2 separate regions of the Zea mays genome follow, and region 1 is linked to region 2. The links are chromatin contacts, called in public Hi-C maps. All regions are on one chromosome and are shown on one strand. Each heading gives the region's core, a stretch centred on a gene start, on an enhancer-like site or on the middle of the called end of the contact. The rest is flanking DNA. Distances are from core to core; before and after follow the strand shown. Region 1 holds the start of LOC100286044 (16.9 kDa class I heat shock protein 1). Region 2 holds the start of LOC103649806.

Evidence for each region. Hi-C and Micro-C count contacts between places; a contact is called where the count stands out from the background.
Region 1: a contact with region 2 is called in a Hi-C map of leaf, with 5 times the contacts expected there. The contact joins the promoter of LOC100286044 here to the promoter of LOC103649806 in region 2. A contact is called at or near these places in 2 of 25 Hi-C or Micro-C datasets (both in leaf).

What each region holds. Positions count from the first base shown.
Region 1 is chr3:20,586,219-20,589,608 of Zm-B73-REFERENCE-NAM-5.0, forward strand. It overlaps LOC100286044 (16.9 kDa class I heat shock protein 1), which reads left to right and starts at 1,610. Exons shown (of 1, transcript NM_001320837.1): 1 at 1,610-2,359. The coding sequence starts at 1,693. The coding sequence ends at 2,151.
Region 2 is chr3:20,457,200-20,460,713 of Zm-B73-REFERENCE-NAM-5.0, forward strand. It overlaps LOC103649806, which reads left to right and starts at 1,644. Exons shown (of 1, transcript XM_008675518.4): 1 at 1,644-2,651. The coding sequence starts at 1,822. The coding sequence ends at 2,238.

The DNA.
Region 1 (3,390 bases), core at 360-2,859, 130 kb after region 2:
TGATACTAAATATGCTACACTGTGTAGATAATTATGCAATTCGGTATACTGCGTAAAAATCTGCTACAGGTTGCATGCACACGAATTTATGATGGAAAGAATATGCAATGAAAGGAAATGAATTGCATGCATAGAAACAAAAAATCACATTTAATGTTTTATTTCCTTCTTAAATATAGGATCCCTCCAACAGCCATGCAACTAAACGCATTAGAAATAGTTTATGATGTATACTGAAACAAATTATACTACACGGTGTAGGTATTTATGCAATTCCTTACACTGCGTAAAAAATCTGGCATGTTGTTCACTGGTGGACGCATCTCCGGGTGGAGCGTAAAAACCTTAAGTTTTGAGCATAAAATCCCTCAATTATAAGCGTAAATACCGAGTCAATTAGAGGTTGATAGCTTTAGTAGGTTGTTATTACGATCCTATTTTTATGACAGATACGAAAAACATGGCAGCCACATGCATGCGGTTTCTATTTTTATACAGATCCAAAAATTATGGCAAAATCGTGGGAGTTTTCATTGCATGCGCGCAAATTAAGAACAGCATAAATCAAGGAATTGCCTTTCAAATGTGCATGCAGTAAACTGATATACGAACTCTGTGTTAAAGCATAAAAACATACAGTTTTTAGCGTAAATAATACATGTGGTAGGCATAAAACACAATAAACGAAATGAAAAATGCGCCGGATCATCGCTGCGCGCATCTCGCCCCTTCCGTGACGTCGCTCGCTCGAACATCGCGCCTCATGCGTCGCCGTCGCTACTCGCACGTCGACGGGCGTCGCTTGCTCGCCGGCCTTGGAAGTGCCGCCTCCTCGGGACTTCGGGGACGCCGCCGCTTGCCTGCACAAGGGTCTCGCTGCGGATCGAGGAACCTCCGCCACCGCGCGTCGAGGTAATGGAGTTGCGGCCACCGGCCTGGGAATCGCCGCCACCGCACAAGGGCGCTGCCGCCGCTCGCCCTCTGGATCGGGGGCCGCCACCGCCGGTCTGGAAACCGCCGCCACCGCATAAGGGCGTTGCCGCCGCCGCTCGCTTTCTGGATCGGGGGCCGCCACCGTCGGCCTGGGAACCGCCGCCACCGCCGACCTGGCAACCGTCGATAATGAATCGAGATGGGGCGTAAAAACTGATCCCTAGCACTACGGATTTTCTTTTATAGACGTCTGGACCTGGTCCGGCTCGACCGGATTGCACTGTCTGGCCTGGGCTTTGTCTGGCCTGGGCTTCTAATAACTAAAGGAAGCCCAGGGCTCCTAATATACAATCTATATATATATAGAGAGAGAGGAAGCTATCGCACTCACAAAATACAGTAGCAGTAGAAAGCTTCGAAAGATAAATCAGAATTGAAGAAAGGGAAAGAAAAAGCAATCGTGTGAATCGTCCAGCGCCTGGGAGATTTCTCTCGAAATGGGAGCGGGCCCTTCCTAGCTAGATCTAGAAGCAATAATTGTGGACAGCAGTGGAGATAGCTCGAGATGTCTCAGGAATTGGTTGTACTAGCTCATATGGATGGTCTGGTCCTATAAATACCCTGCCACGCGCAGGGCTGCAAGCCACCAAGGAAATTCACAAAGCGATACTAGCTAGTCCCTACCAAAGCATACTTCCTGAAACACTCTTGCAATCCACTGAGTTCTGTTTGTTGAGACGCATAGAGCTAGAGTCGACAATGTCGCTCGTGAGGCGCAGCAACGTGTTCGACCCCTTCTCGATGGATCTCTGGGACCCCTTCGACACCATGTTCCGCTCCATCGTCCCGTCGGCGACCTCCACCAACTCCGAGACTGCCGCCTTCGCCAGCGCCCGCATCGACTGGAAGGAGACGCCCGAGGCGCACGTGTTCAAGGCCGACCTCCCCGGCGTCAAGAAGGAAGAGGTCAAGGTCGAGGTCGAGGACGGCAACATGCTGGTCATCAGCGGCCAGCGCAGCAGGGAGAAGGAGGACAAGGACGACAAGTGGCACCGCGTCGAGCGCAGCAGCGGCCAGTTCGTCAGGCGCTTCCGCCTGCCGGAGAACACCAAGGTGGATCAGGTCAAGGCTGGCCTCGAGAACGGCGTGCTCACGGTCACCGTGCCCAAGGCGGAGGAGAAGAAGCCTGAGGTGAAGGCTATTGAGATCTCTGGTTGAGCATCCAATCCAATATGGACGATTGGACGTGGAAGGTTTCCTGTGTCTTCTACGATATAATAATTGGTCGCTGTCCTGTGTGGATGTTTCCTGTGTCTTCTACGATATATTAATGTACTTCTGTCTGTTTCGTTTCGTATGTACAATCTTCCGGGTATCGTTCATGTATCCCTTTGAATAATAACAAATAAAATCGGGTTTGTCACGGTAATCTGAATAACCTTTTATTAGCCAAAGTTTAACCAAAATTACGTATTGCACGTAAAAATTAAGCTAGTTTTTGGAGAGCCGGAGACAGACGAAAATTAATTAATTAGCTATTTTTTTGTTGAGAGTGGCTGACTAATTTGTATGAGCAGCTCGTTTGGGCCCAAACAAGTCCATGACGTCGGTGCGGAACTGGCCCGAATGCCCGCCCCACACTAGGCGGGCCTGTTGCCGCTGACTGCTGCTCAGACTTCATATTCATCGAGTTTACTCATTGATATTGCCTTGAGTTTTATCTCCATTAAATATCGTGTCACATAAAGTATGATGGTATGACATCGATTTAACAAAAAGAGATAAAGAGAATTTTATAGAATGTTAGAGACTAATTTTTAGTTACTATTTTATTCTATTTTAATATTTTAGATTGCTAAATCTACACTACTATATCTCTACTACTTATTAAGACTGCAATAGTATTCGGCCATTCCTTGTTCTGCCCATTCCGTGTTCTGCCTTTCCGATTCTCTCTTCCCCGCGCACAGTCCATTCCTATGTTGTGTGCCTTTCCGATTCCCTCCTTCCTGCGTGCCTTTCCGATTCCCTCCTTCTCGCGCACAGTCCATTCCTATGTTGTGTGCCTTTCCGATTCCCTCCTCCCCGCGCACAGTCCATTCCTATGTTGTGCATTCCCCTCCCTGTAAAGCCCATTCTCATTCCCCCGTACAGCCGACGCCTAGCTAAAATTAAAAAAACATACATGGCTCCAAGGGGATTTGAACCCACGACCTCTTAAACAAATAATAGCAATAGCTACCACTACACCACATATGTGTTTATGTCTATATCTATAACAGAAAATACATCTACTATATCTCTCCCAAGTCCACCTGCTACCTGTTGGGACTATGCTTCGTCACGCCGAAGGTCTGGAAGGAAGAAGCAGTTTCGGCTGAAGCTGCCCGCGTGCGATGACCGAAGCTTGCTCTTCATAAAGCTTCGGAATTATGAACCGACTTAAAGATAGAATGA
Region 2 (3,514 bases), core at 394-2,893:
TTGCCTACAGTCTTTCGACTCCAGATCTTTAGAGCTTTAGCCGTACGGGCCATTTTCACATGCAGCCGAAGAATGGCATCTGAGGAACTAACCCTAGACGACCACGCTTGCTGAACCACCTCATTGAACCCATCAATTTTTGTCCAAAAAGCCTCAAATCGAAAACCCCTATAGAAACCAAAATCCGAGCACCCTTGCATAACTAGAGGGCAATGATCCGAAGTCATGGTCCCAAAAGCTTGCAGATCGGCCTAAGGAAACGTATCATGCCACTCCGTAGTCGCCAAAAATCTGTCAATTCTAGACATCGTAGGGTCGTCTCGTTCGTTTGACCAAGTGAATAATTTACCATTGAGCTCAATCTCTAAAAGCTGAAGGTAGTCAATTGTGTGATTGAATTGTCTTATCACTCTTCTATTTATTGAACCTTTATTTTTCTCCCTTGCTCTCCTTATCATGTTAAAATCACCTAAGATCAACCATTCAGGCTTCATCATATGTCGAATATTGCGCAGCTCTGTTAAGAAAGTCATTTTCTCGTTCTCATGTTGAGGGCCATAAACTCCTGTAAGGTCCCACGCCACATCGCAAAGACGGGAACAAACCCTGACAGATAACGAAAATACAGATGGGTATGGAATCGTAACCATATCAAAAAAATCTGCATCACAAGCGATTAGAATCCCACCTGAGGCTCCAAGAGAAGGCAAATGAGTCGTCTGAGTTGCTAACTTACACCCGAGAGTTTCCTTTAATAAGTTACAATTCCAGCTCATTATCTTTGTTTCTTGAAGACAAACAATAGTTGCACCAGAAGATAGAATCAATTGTTTCACACTTTCCCTCTTAGCTGGGTCATTTAGACCCCTCACATTCCAAGACAGAATACAACAGTTGATATTCATTAATCAAAAACAGCTCCCCTACTTAAATAAATGTCACACATGAGGCACACAGGATAGGAAAGGAGGACAGGAACCAGCCAGCCTTCCACCGTCCATAACATACTTTCAGAAGCGAATAACCCGCGTCTTACAACAGAAAATAAGATAAACAGAGGCACAGATAATGCCAACCAAAGAAACCAACACCACTGCCCAGGCAACAACCTGCTACACCAAGCAGGCAACAAAAGATCATGGGCGACCCACAAGCAAGCACACCGGCAACATAACATGATGCACAAGAACTACCCACACCTCTCAGATTACAACTCAGCGCATCTCAGAAGCCTTGATGATAGGAGCCTGGAGGGGTGTCACCTTGCTGCCCTTCTTCTTGATCCCTTCATTTTTCTTCCCCTGATTTGCCAGCTCCATAATTGCCTCCATTTGTTCCTTGGTTAGAGGCCTAGAGAAATGCCTCGCAAGTTGCTCAACCAAATCCACCTGGTCATTAGAAAATGAAGCCTTTGAATTTTGAAAATGTGATGAAGCAGAATTATTTAACTTAGCAACTAGAATTTCTTGTGCCTTAACAATGGCATTTCTATTTCTCCCAATCTTCAATTTTTTCTTTGCAGCCAACCTAGCACTAGATCTCTTGCCAATAGAAGATGGGATCACACCCACCTCATAAACAGACTGCGCTGACCCTCCCTCAACCAAGAAATTTGGCACTAAGCTAGTAAGAAGACTAAAATCAAATATTGTTTACTCTCTTGATCAGATTACGAGATAAAAGTCGAACTCGATCCTCTGTACTTTACATATATATATAACAGCACGTCCACTGTCCACAGCACTGAGTGATCACTGATCAGACATCAGACTATCAGAGGGGCCAATTTGCTATTGGAGCCTCGGAGGGACGGGGAGAATAATGGCCGTAAAGCTCAACAAGCCGCCCAAGGCGAAGAGCCTGTGGATCCTCGTGCGGCGCCTCCTCCGCAGGAGTCGCAACCCGCCGCCGCCGGCCTCGGCCGCGCTGGAGGACGGCGAGGGGGAGAAGAGCGGCCTCCTCAGCCGAAGCTCCTTGGAGCAGCTGCTCGTGATGACGGACGACTGCGCCCCTGGCGACGATGGCGACGGCGACGGCGACGTCTGCCGGTGCGCCAAGAAGCCGCACGGCCAGCCGGTGGCCGTGCTGCTGCCGGCGCTGGCCCGGCCAGAGGCGTCCGCGGCTGCGGTGCCGTCGGCAGCAGGTGCCGCGCACCGGAGGTTCGTGTTCGGCGGGTTCCGGCGGCGGCTGCTCATTCGCAGGCCGTGGCGGCCTATGCTGGTCGCCATCCCGGAGTGACCGATCGATTAATCGCGTGTCCGGTGAGTTGGTGGCGTGAATTAGAGGCGCTGGGGGTATGATTCGGCATTCGAGTGCGTGAGTCAGTCCGATCAACTTCGAAGCAATTGGGGGTATGATTCGGCATTTTTCTGGGGTGCGCTTGTGATCTGTCTGTAACTTTGCGTGCTCGCTGGTTCTTCCCTGTTCCTTCCTAAGTCCTAATCCTAACTAGAAGGTTCCGTTCTTTTTTCTTTCTCACCATTGAACATACAAAGTTATTTGATCCGAAAAGGAATTTATAGCGGAGGATCGGAGTATGTTTCATGTTGGTGTAGTGAAACGCGGTCTGCAACGACCTCGGTCCCCGATACAGCAAACCCAATGTTGGTTGGTGTAGTGAAACGGTCTGCAGCTTCCCTGCCAATATTTCAGTTCAAATTTGTAAAATTTCTCAAACGGTGTGACTGAGCTTCTTTGCAGTATCTCTGGATAGCCGCGCCCAAGCTTATCGGTAAAGGCAAAGCTGCTTTGCTTTTACTTTTGCACTAGTTGCCAAATGTTCATTGAAACCGGGGTCACGTCTGTTTTGGATCTTCGCCATCCTATGTAGGAGTCACTATAGATTAAATGGGAAAAATATGTATAAGAGATAGAAGAGACAGTGAAAAAAATGAGAGAGAAAATAGAACAGGAAGAGTTTTGATTTAGATCTTCGGGGTTCATACTGAAGGGTTTGTCTCTGCATATTGTCCGCGAAGAGTTCATCTCTACTAATTGTCCCTCAACTGTACCATCCCATTATATAATAAAATTTCATCCCAATATATTAATTATATAGAGTCCGTTCTTAGGTCTATTGTGTTTAGAGCATTAGGTGGTACATGCCCTCACGCGGCTATTTGCCATGCTGGGCTATGCATTGGACTGAAGATTGACCCATCTATCCCATATAATCTTGAGGAATTGGGTTTTATATCCGAAACGGGCCTAATAAAGGCCTGTATGTGTATTGGCTTAAGGATCATCTTTATTTGGGTTATAGACTGGACCTATAACTAGGGCTTGAGCTTGCGACGACTCGACTCAGCTCTGCCACCCGCGAGTTGACTCGATCCAACAATAATTTATTAAATAAAATCCTAATTAACCTACAATATAAGATATTAACTTATATTAAATAGACAAGACGACTAGCTAAGTTATTTTTTATATTATATTAATAATATATTTATTTTAGTAATCTAAAATATGTTTTTGAGATTTTTGTATTATATTTTAGAGAGCGGTTTATATT